Regions from separate parts of the Mus musculus genome. Here region 2 is linked to region 1. Evidence: chromatin contacts called from public HiChIP or PLAC-seq data. All regions are on one chromosome and are shown on one strand. The core of a region is the stretch at or near the end of the contact, and the rest is flanking DNA. Distances in the headings are between cores, read along the strand shown.

Region 1 (4,286 bases), core at 332-2,831:
GGAGGACAGTGGGAGGGGAAAAGAGTTCCAGCAGGGAGGGTTTGTCTAGTCCTTTGCAAGGGTTTAAGTTAAACCTTGGGCACCCACATCCCAGGGGGACTGTTGGGCAAAGGTCTTTTCCCTGCCTGAGCTTGTTCGAGCACTCATAGCAAGGGAACGAGCTTGCTATAGCCTCCATTAGGCTCGAAGTTCAGACCCCAGCTGAGGAGGCACATAGATGAGGGCAGTCAGAGCTCAGGACACCTGCTAACTTCTGTTCTGTTTCTTTCCAGAACTGACTCAAAAAACCTTCCGTAAGTCACCTGCGTCTCCGTTGCACCTCTTGACCCTCAAGAGACTTAGGGTAGCTGTTCGTTTTCATGCCAATCATCTGTACCCATAGACCCAAAGACAGAGCACTCCCACTGCTTGATCATCGTTTTCCAGAGCTCCCCAGGGTAGCAGTAAACCAGGCTCCACAGTAAAAGGATATTAACTATGGCAGTGGAACCCAAAGTGAAAAAAATCAGCCTATGGGCTGCCTCTTCCTGACCCACTAGTCCTTATCCAGCCCTACGGAGCCAGCACACAACAAAGACTTTCAATAGAGCCCCGAAACCCTCATGGCTTCCACGAATTTTGTTCATCCTGTAAGTGATGGAAACATCAAACTTCTTTTGACTTCCAAGTTCTCAGATGACTTTTCTCCAGGACAGTCAGCTTCTATTGTCGCCAACTTCCATGGCAACTGTGACTTCCCTGATTTACATTTTTCCACAGAAACACTATAAGGAGTGTCTGGGTGCCAAGAAAAAGTTGCTCATCTTATAGCTTTATGAATTGAGTCCTAGACACACATAAACTTTTTTTTTTTGCTCACCATTTTATAGTCTTACGAACAAAAATTAAGCTTTGTTTTGAATTTCACGACCACGCCATGGATGGCTAACTCTGTAACATCTCTTTGCCGTTTACATTATTTCCCTGGACCTCAAAATGCTGACTGTGGTGAAGATAACATAGGTAGGCCTCACAGCTGACCTTAATAAAGAAGACTCTTAGTCCTTCTGCTACCGTTGCTGGGCGTCACAAGCAGGTTACAGAACATGCTGAACTGGAGAAAGAACAGGCCTAACAGAAGAGAAAGCTTAAAAGCAACCACAAAGTAAAAGAGAAGGAAGATGGCAGCTAAAGAGAGAAAGAAAAGCAAAGCTGGACAAACAGAAGAGAAATGGGAAGAAGAGTGAGGGAGACAGCAGGTGGGAGATCAGACACGGCTGAGAACAGGAAGAATAGAACAGGCACACACGGCGGTACAAAGATGGAGACGAAGGAAAATGGAGGAAACAGAGTATCTTGTACCCATGTGAAGGTCATGTGGCTGGCTGGCATTAACTTAGCAGATATTCTAAAGCTCTACCACAAGAACAAGGGCATACACTCACATGTGCTTGTGTGTGCGTGTGTGTGTGTGTGTGTGTGCGCGCGCACGCACAACATACACATACACACACACACACACACACACACACACACTTGCTATAGCAGTTTGAATATGCATGGCCCAGGGAGTGGCACTGTTAGGAGGCGTGTGGCCTTGCTGGAGGAAGTGTGTCACTGTGGAGATGGACTTTGAGACCCTCCTCCCAGCTGCCTGGAAGACAGTCTTCTGTTGTTTGTCTTTGGAACAAGAAGTAGAACTCCCAGCTCCTCCAGAGCCATGCTTGCCTTGATGATGCCAAGCTTCTCACCATGATGACCGTGAACTGAAACTCTGAACCTGTAAGCCACACATACATGCACACATACATGCACACATACATACACACACAGAACTGCTAAATTATGTTGCAAAATACTCCAAATTCTAGCTTGTCTAACTGCTCAGAGCCCAGGGGATCTGGAAAGCCATGTTCAGATGGGTCAGTCACAGACATTTTCCATCATAAGCACCATGGCTTGAGACAGTGGGAAAAGTGGGGGGGTCTTGACCTGACTCTGAATTCACAGGATTATGGTAGCCGTCTGATACAGCCTACTCAGTGTGTCCTCAGCAGGAGAAAGCTGCCAGCCAGCAGGACAGCAGCAGCCAAACCCCTTCCTGAGAGTTGTCCTCACTGTGGACTCTGCAAAGCTCAAAAGCCACCTCAGAATATTCCCTTCCATGGTCCAACCAACAAAACAGAAGCTTCGCTGTCCTGGAAAATTCCCCCCACAGATCCTCGAGGCCCTGAGTACACAAATCTACAGAAATCCCACAAGAGGCATGGCCACAGCTTCTGAGCAGGTGTCTGTAGTTATCCATTCTGGATATATGCTACCCACCAAGGCTCCTTCCTACATAAGCAACACTGAGAACGAGGTGATGGGTTTCCAGTCTTCAGATTGCCGAAGCAGCATCAACTGAAAGCCAACTCTTCATTAAAAGCAGAAGGCTCCGCTCACTCACTGTTCAGACTCTGAAGCTAATCAAACTCAGACAGCAGACCCAACCATTAGCCTCCAAATAGCTAGAAGCTGGGAGAGGGATGAACAGGGCCCTCACCTACTACACCTTTATGCCCCTGGGACATAGTAGGCAGTGACTCAAAAAAAAATCTGACTCAATGCCAGTTCCTCATATAAGCTGGCAGAGGGGGAAGCACGGTTCTGTCTTTCTCTACTGTTCCCTATGCCCACAGCAGCCCCACAGTGAGTGTTGCCTGTGCTTTTGTTCATAGTTTGCAGACTGACCTAGCTCTCCACAATCTCAACACTGTCCCTGCACCCATGCTCTGCACCGCCCCCCCAATAAAATGCACACACACACACAAAACTCTTCAGCAAAAACATTCAAACTAATGTCAATTCTAATTTCTTTTCAGTGCAAACTCCTGGACCTATTGGTGAGTGAAAATGCCCTGGTTCATTATTAGTGACTTTCTCTGACTAAGACTTTGGCTTCCAACTGTTCACAAATTCTGCTCGTTGGCCTGGCTTTTCCTTGTATCATTACCATCCTCCTTAAAGACTAGTCATATTTTAGAAAATGGGGATCCCACGGCCTTAAAATTAGCATTAAGCAGCATGCAATCATATACTTACGATTGTAAGGATATGTCAAACATTGGGAGAGTTTCCAAGGCAAACAAAATGGTGAAGCGGATGGGGGAAAGCTTAAAGGGTAGGCACAGATATAAAAGGGGGCTGGCGAAGAGATGCACATGTGCCTGATAGGATGGGGGTGGAAGAAGGCAAGGAAAGGCTACCCCTAAGGATCTCACCTGTAGTACCTACACAAAAAGCAAGAATGAGGAGGCAGCCCCTGCTTCTAGCTAAGTCTACAGAAAGGCTGGGTGTCATGGGGACGATTGATGCTTACTGTTGGAGTCAGTGCCGCCTAGAAAGGCTGCTATCTGCACACTCCTTTGGAAAACAGTTTGCCTTCTTTCTGTCTAATCACAATCATTTGTATCTATTTACAGTACAATGTATGGATTCCAGTGGTAAGTCCCTTATGGGTTGTTTTGTTGTTGTTATTGTTATTGTTGTTTGGGGTCTTGTTTTGTTTTGTTTTGTTTTGTTTTTCTCTCTGGTGTTCCTTGCCCTTGCATAATGTTCAGATGGCCTGGCCTGTTGCTCCTCTTGGTGGTTTTTGTTACCACAGTATGATGGTTTAAATGTGTTGCTGTGCTTCCCGCTTTGTGCTTGCTAAGAATTCTCTAGAGCTATACATTAAGAGAGGGGCTGCAAAGATGGCTCAGCAGTTAAGAGCAATTGCTGCTTTTGCAGAGGACCCAGGTTCTGTTCCCAGCACCCACATGGAGCTCACAACTGTAACTCCAGCCCCAGAGGATCCAGTACCACCTTCTGGTCTCTGCAGATGCCAGCTACACACATAGTAACCAGATATATTTACATGCAGATAAGATACTCATACACAAAAAATAACTAATGAAAGAAAAAGAGCAAGGAAATGTTCACTTAACATCGTGATATGCTCTGAAACATATTAACACATGATCAGCAGTAGTCAGAAAAATTTTCTCAAGCACCAGAGAAAGATTCAGACGTTCTAAGAGGGCTCAGGAGTGCTTTCCAGTTCAAGAGAGAGGGCCTACTAGAGACTGGAGGAGGCAGGACAGCACCCACAAAATCATGACCATTGTAACCTCTACAATGGGTCGTTTCCTGCCATGAACTCTGGTCCTAATGATCTTTTTGTAGATGAATTAAAGTCATCATGAATTGACTTCTGGCATACAAGTTGGCACACATCTGTAGCCCTGACTCAAGGCTGCCTCCATCCATATTCTTGACCACCCCAC
Region 2 (3,874 bases), core at 739-3,238, 34 kb after region 1:
TTCCTCCCACACACAGGTCACCCAAGGTTTTTAGAACAGGGATCAGTTAACCAACCTGCCACCTTCAGTTCCAAGATGGCCTCATCATAGAACACTCCTTGCTGGAAGTGGCAGATGTATATCCCACTATCTGATGCCTGGACATTTAGGATCCTCACAGCAGCTGTGCCTTGATGGAACTGGTCCTTCACCAGCAAGGTGCGCTGTGAATACCCAGGCATCTGCCCTTCCTTCTGCTCCTCTTGGTCCCGATAGAAAAGTACTGCTTCTGAGAATCTGCTGCGGAACCACCTCAACTCTTCCATGTTCTCCACATTCATGGCTGGAAACACGGAGCAGGGAAGGATGGCTTCCCCACCTGGTGCAGCCACAATGGGGTCTGAGGGACCAAAGACCCGGAACTCCTCTGTGGACACAGATGTAGCAGTGAGAGGCTGGAAAGACACAGGAGGATGCAGAGAACACACTCTAAAGGGGAATATCATCCCAGCAGAAAGCAAGGGATAGATGGAGTTGCTCTATGCACTGTGCACTAGGCATGCATGACAAACTAATTCACTAATGTACAAGTAACCTTTGGACATAGCAGTGCACCCCATAAATGATGTAAAACAAAACAAAACAAAACAAAAGCTAAACAACAACAACAACAACAAAAACACACTTCTGCCTGTGTCCCTGACCACAGACCCTTCCATGAAGGAATCCCTTGTGTATTCTTTCTCCAGCCTTCATGTACCTGGTCACCAGAGCATTTCAGGGAACTGACTCTTCACTGAGAGCTCTAGCCTCAGTATGTTTGGGTGGGTTCAAGATCATAAATTTATAAAGATCACTACAGATGCTCACACAATCAAGTATATGGCCACACCTTGGGAGACACGGGTGTAACTGGCTGATCTCATACAAGACCCAGGGAAGTTCCAACACCCAATCCTAATCCTGTTATCAGCCAATTTCTTCATCCACTGAATAATGTGAATATTAAAACAGAGAGCTGAGGCTGAAGAGATGGCAGAACAACTAAGATACAGGAGATTCCTCTAGAGGATACAGGTTCAATTCCCAGCACCTACAGGATGGATCATGACTACTTATAACTCCCTTCTGGATTCTGTGGCCATAAAGAATACAGGTGTATGTTACACAGACATACATTCAGCGGAAATGCCCAAACACATTAAATAAAGCATACACAGCCAAAGTATACTTCTCTGAAAAAAGCCACCTGATTCCAGGTGCCCGATAACTTTTTGATAAAGAAGGAAGATTGACTGCCTCACACTGGGAACCCTTGGCCCTCTAAACTGGAGGACTTTGACACAGGCACTGTGGCCCTAAGAGCTCCTTGTCACTCTGCACTGCTCCACTTGTGTCTAGCACACTGCTGCCACTGGAGAGACCAGGACACCTGTCTGCTGTCACCCAACCCCACGTCTATGACCCTAACATGGAGTCAAATCCTGTCTCTGCTCTGCTCAAGGCTCAGTCCTGACTCTGCTTTTCCCACCAGGGATCACCAAGCCCCCAGGCCTGCTCCCAACTCAGTCCTCCCCAACACAGCTCCTGCATCTCTCTCCCTGAGTAATTGCAGCACTGGCCTCTGCAGCTCCTCACACCCCAGGCACACTGTCTGTCCAAGGCTATCCCAACTATGATCCCCAGGTAGGGTCTGGTTATGGAGCTCAGGCTAGCCAAGGACTTACAATATTCCAGTGTCAGCCTCTCAAAGGCTGATGCACACATTGTCACCTGATATTTTTATTAGTCACACAATGTAAATGGAAAGATGAAATCTTGTATGCCAGATTTCTATGGGTCTCCTGTACATCTGACCTACAGAGAACCTGGCAGCTCAAACCCACTGCAGGGAGACATGGGAAGACAGACCAGGACAGACTCACGTGTGGTCACCCAGCTAAGCAGCTGTGTAAGGACAAACAGACAGGGGACATGGAAGAGCAGAGAGGGCTTGCGGTGATTTTCCATGTCCAGCAGAACTGAAGAGAAAAACAGGAGAGGCAGATCAACACCCTGCGGCAGGAGGTAAGAGGCCAGATCCACCCAGATCTTGGACCCCTCATCAGAGCCAGCATTGCTCAGGGCAGGAGATCAGCCCACAGGACTGAAACACATCAGTGCTCACAGGGTGAAGGCTCCACACAACCCAACTCTGACAAACAGCCCGGCCTGGACTCCTCTCAACCCTGGGCAGACTGGGCAGCTAGGGACACACAAGTCATTTCGTGGAAGCTATTCCTTTCCTTCCCACCTCAGCCCCAGCTCAGGGGCAGCCAAACTCTACTCCGAATTATAGGCCCTTCCTTTCTCAGAGCCTTGAGGAGAAGCCAGTGTAGACACCATGACAACAACTCCCTGTTATGCACAAAGTGCCTGTGACCCCAAGACATGGAGCCTATGACTCTTCCTTGGGAATAGAATGGACCCGATATTCTATGGCTCCACAACTGTGACCAGCCCCTTACCAGCATCTTCAGAGACACACAGTTCTCCAAGAATGCTGACAGGCCCATCACAAATGCCTTATCCTAGCTATTGGCTTTGGAGATTGTGTATGCTTCTGTCCCAGACCAGCCCCGCCATGGTTCCAGGTTACACCCAGACTCAGCAGGTGCCACACACACATGCCCCACAGCACAGGTTTACTCTCATAGTCTCTGTTGATAATGACCAAGCTGAGTGTACACACAATTGAAAAGAACAGGAGAGAGGCCAGAGCAGGCAGGCTGACTGGGGCAGTTGGGTGTTGGGCAGGGGAGGGCTCAGGGCAGGCCTGAGTTACCAGGCCAAAGAGAGTGGGGGGGGGGGGGGGGAAGAGAGAGAGAAGGAGAAAACACTTTTCTTCCCAAACCACGGGGGGGGGGGGGGGAGCCAAAGGCCTGAGAAGGACAAATATAGGGAGTTCTGAGCTGCCTTCAGGCTCAGACACCAGGGAGGTGACCTGCTGAAACTCACTCAGCATAACCTCCTTTCTGCTCCTTCTGCAGGCCCCAGCTGCCTTTAGTGCCCACCTACCTGCTTTTCTTTGCCCCCAGCTTTGAAAGGCTGTGACTTCATCAGGAGAAGCTCAGGGCCAAGGGGACCCAGCAGACCCCAAATCCTCTTCTCACACTTCATCCCCTCTCCAAGAGGTTCTCACAGCTCTAAGCTCTGCTCGCCTCAGTGCCAGCCTTGGGTTGCCTCAGGTCCAGGATCATGGTTTCTAGGGCAGCAGACAAGAAGTGCAGCCTGACTCAAGTTGTCACAGCCTCTCCAGAGACCACGATGACTACAGAGACAGCAGCTGTGGAGACAGGGCAGGCACAGTGTCCACCATGAGGACAAGAGAGACAGCAGCAGAGAAGATGGCAGGAACAGGAACAGAGTCACTGCCTATTCAAGCAGTGCCCTTTGAGCCACAGAGCAATTAGAGTTTCAGCCACGGAAACTGAAAGCTACAGTAATGTGACCTGGGCGTATGTTCCTTCTGAATGTGATGTTCTGTCAGGAAGAGGTGAAGGTTCACCTCACCACCCCAACCACACCCCTATCCCACCACTACACACCCTGTCCAATGGAGGGACTTCTCAGACCTACACTTTATGGAATGCTAAAAGATGATACAAAAAAGACAACACAACTTTATTGAATCCATTTTAAGCATCAGGAGCAGCTCATGTCTGCACACAACAGAGTTATATCAACTCCTGTCACATCTCCAAACAGAGATGGTGTCATGAGCTTAGATCTAGCTCCAGTAACTACTAAGATGAGGGGAAGGTATGTCTTCCTGAAACACGTAGTTTCTGCCAAAATCCCTGCCCTGTGTGCAGCCCAGCCCAAACCCAGCACCCAGATCACAGATTAAGCAGGA

Evidence for each region. HiChIP or PLAC-seq counts read pairs in DNA pulled down with a chosen protein or histone mark.
Region 2: an H3K4me3 HiChIP or PLAC-seq map of intestinal crypt epithelium shows a contact between it and region 1, with 5 read pairs. The contact joins the promoter of Btnl4 here to the enhancer-like site in region 1. A contact is called at or near these places in 1 of 39 promoter capture datasets (macrophages), 3 of 484 Hi-C or Micro-C datasets (bone marrow-derived macrophages, granulosa cells and nephron progenitors), 3 of 115 datasets of contacts at active chromatin or transcription factors (CD8 T cells, intestinal crypt epithelium and intestinal villus epithelium) and 2 of 9 other capture datasets (adipose tissue and pancreatic islet).

The regions. Positions count from the first base shown.
Region 1 is chr17:34,440,595-34,444,880 of GRCm38.p6, forward strand. BC051142 (cDNA sequence BC051142) reads left to right here. Exons shown (of 20, transcript NM_001001177.2): 7 at 273-293; 8 at 2,844-2,864; 9 at 3,444-3,464. Among named protein-coding and RNA genes, the nearest start is that of Btnl4, 33 kb to the right of the region's middle. Within about 2 kb of position 1,582, at least 12 of the 459 cell types and tissues checked have an H3K27ac peak or open chromatin away from gene starts, as enhancers often do. A contact at or near this core is called in bone marrow-derived macrophages and intestinal crypt epithelium, where this site is marked.
Region 2 is chr17:34,473,949-34,477,822 of GRCm38.p6, forward strand. Btnl4 (butyrophilin-like 4) reads right to left here and starts at 1,989. Exons shown (of 9, transcript NM_030746.1): 1 at 1,905-1,989; 2 at 56-406. The coding sequence starts at 1,989.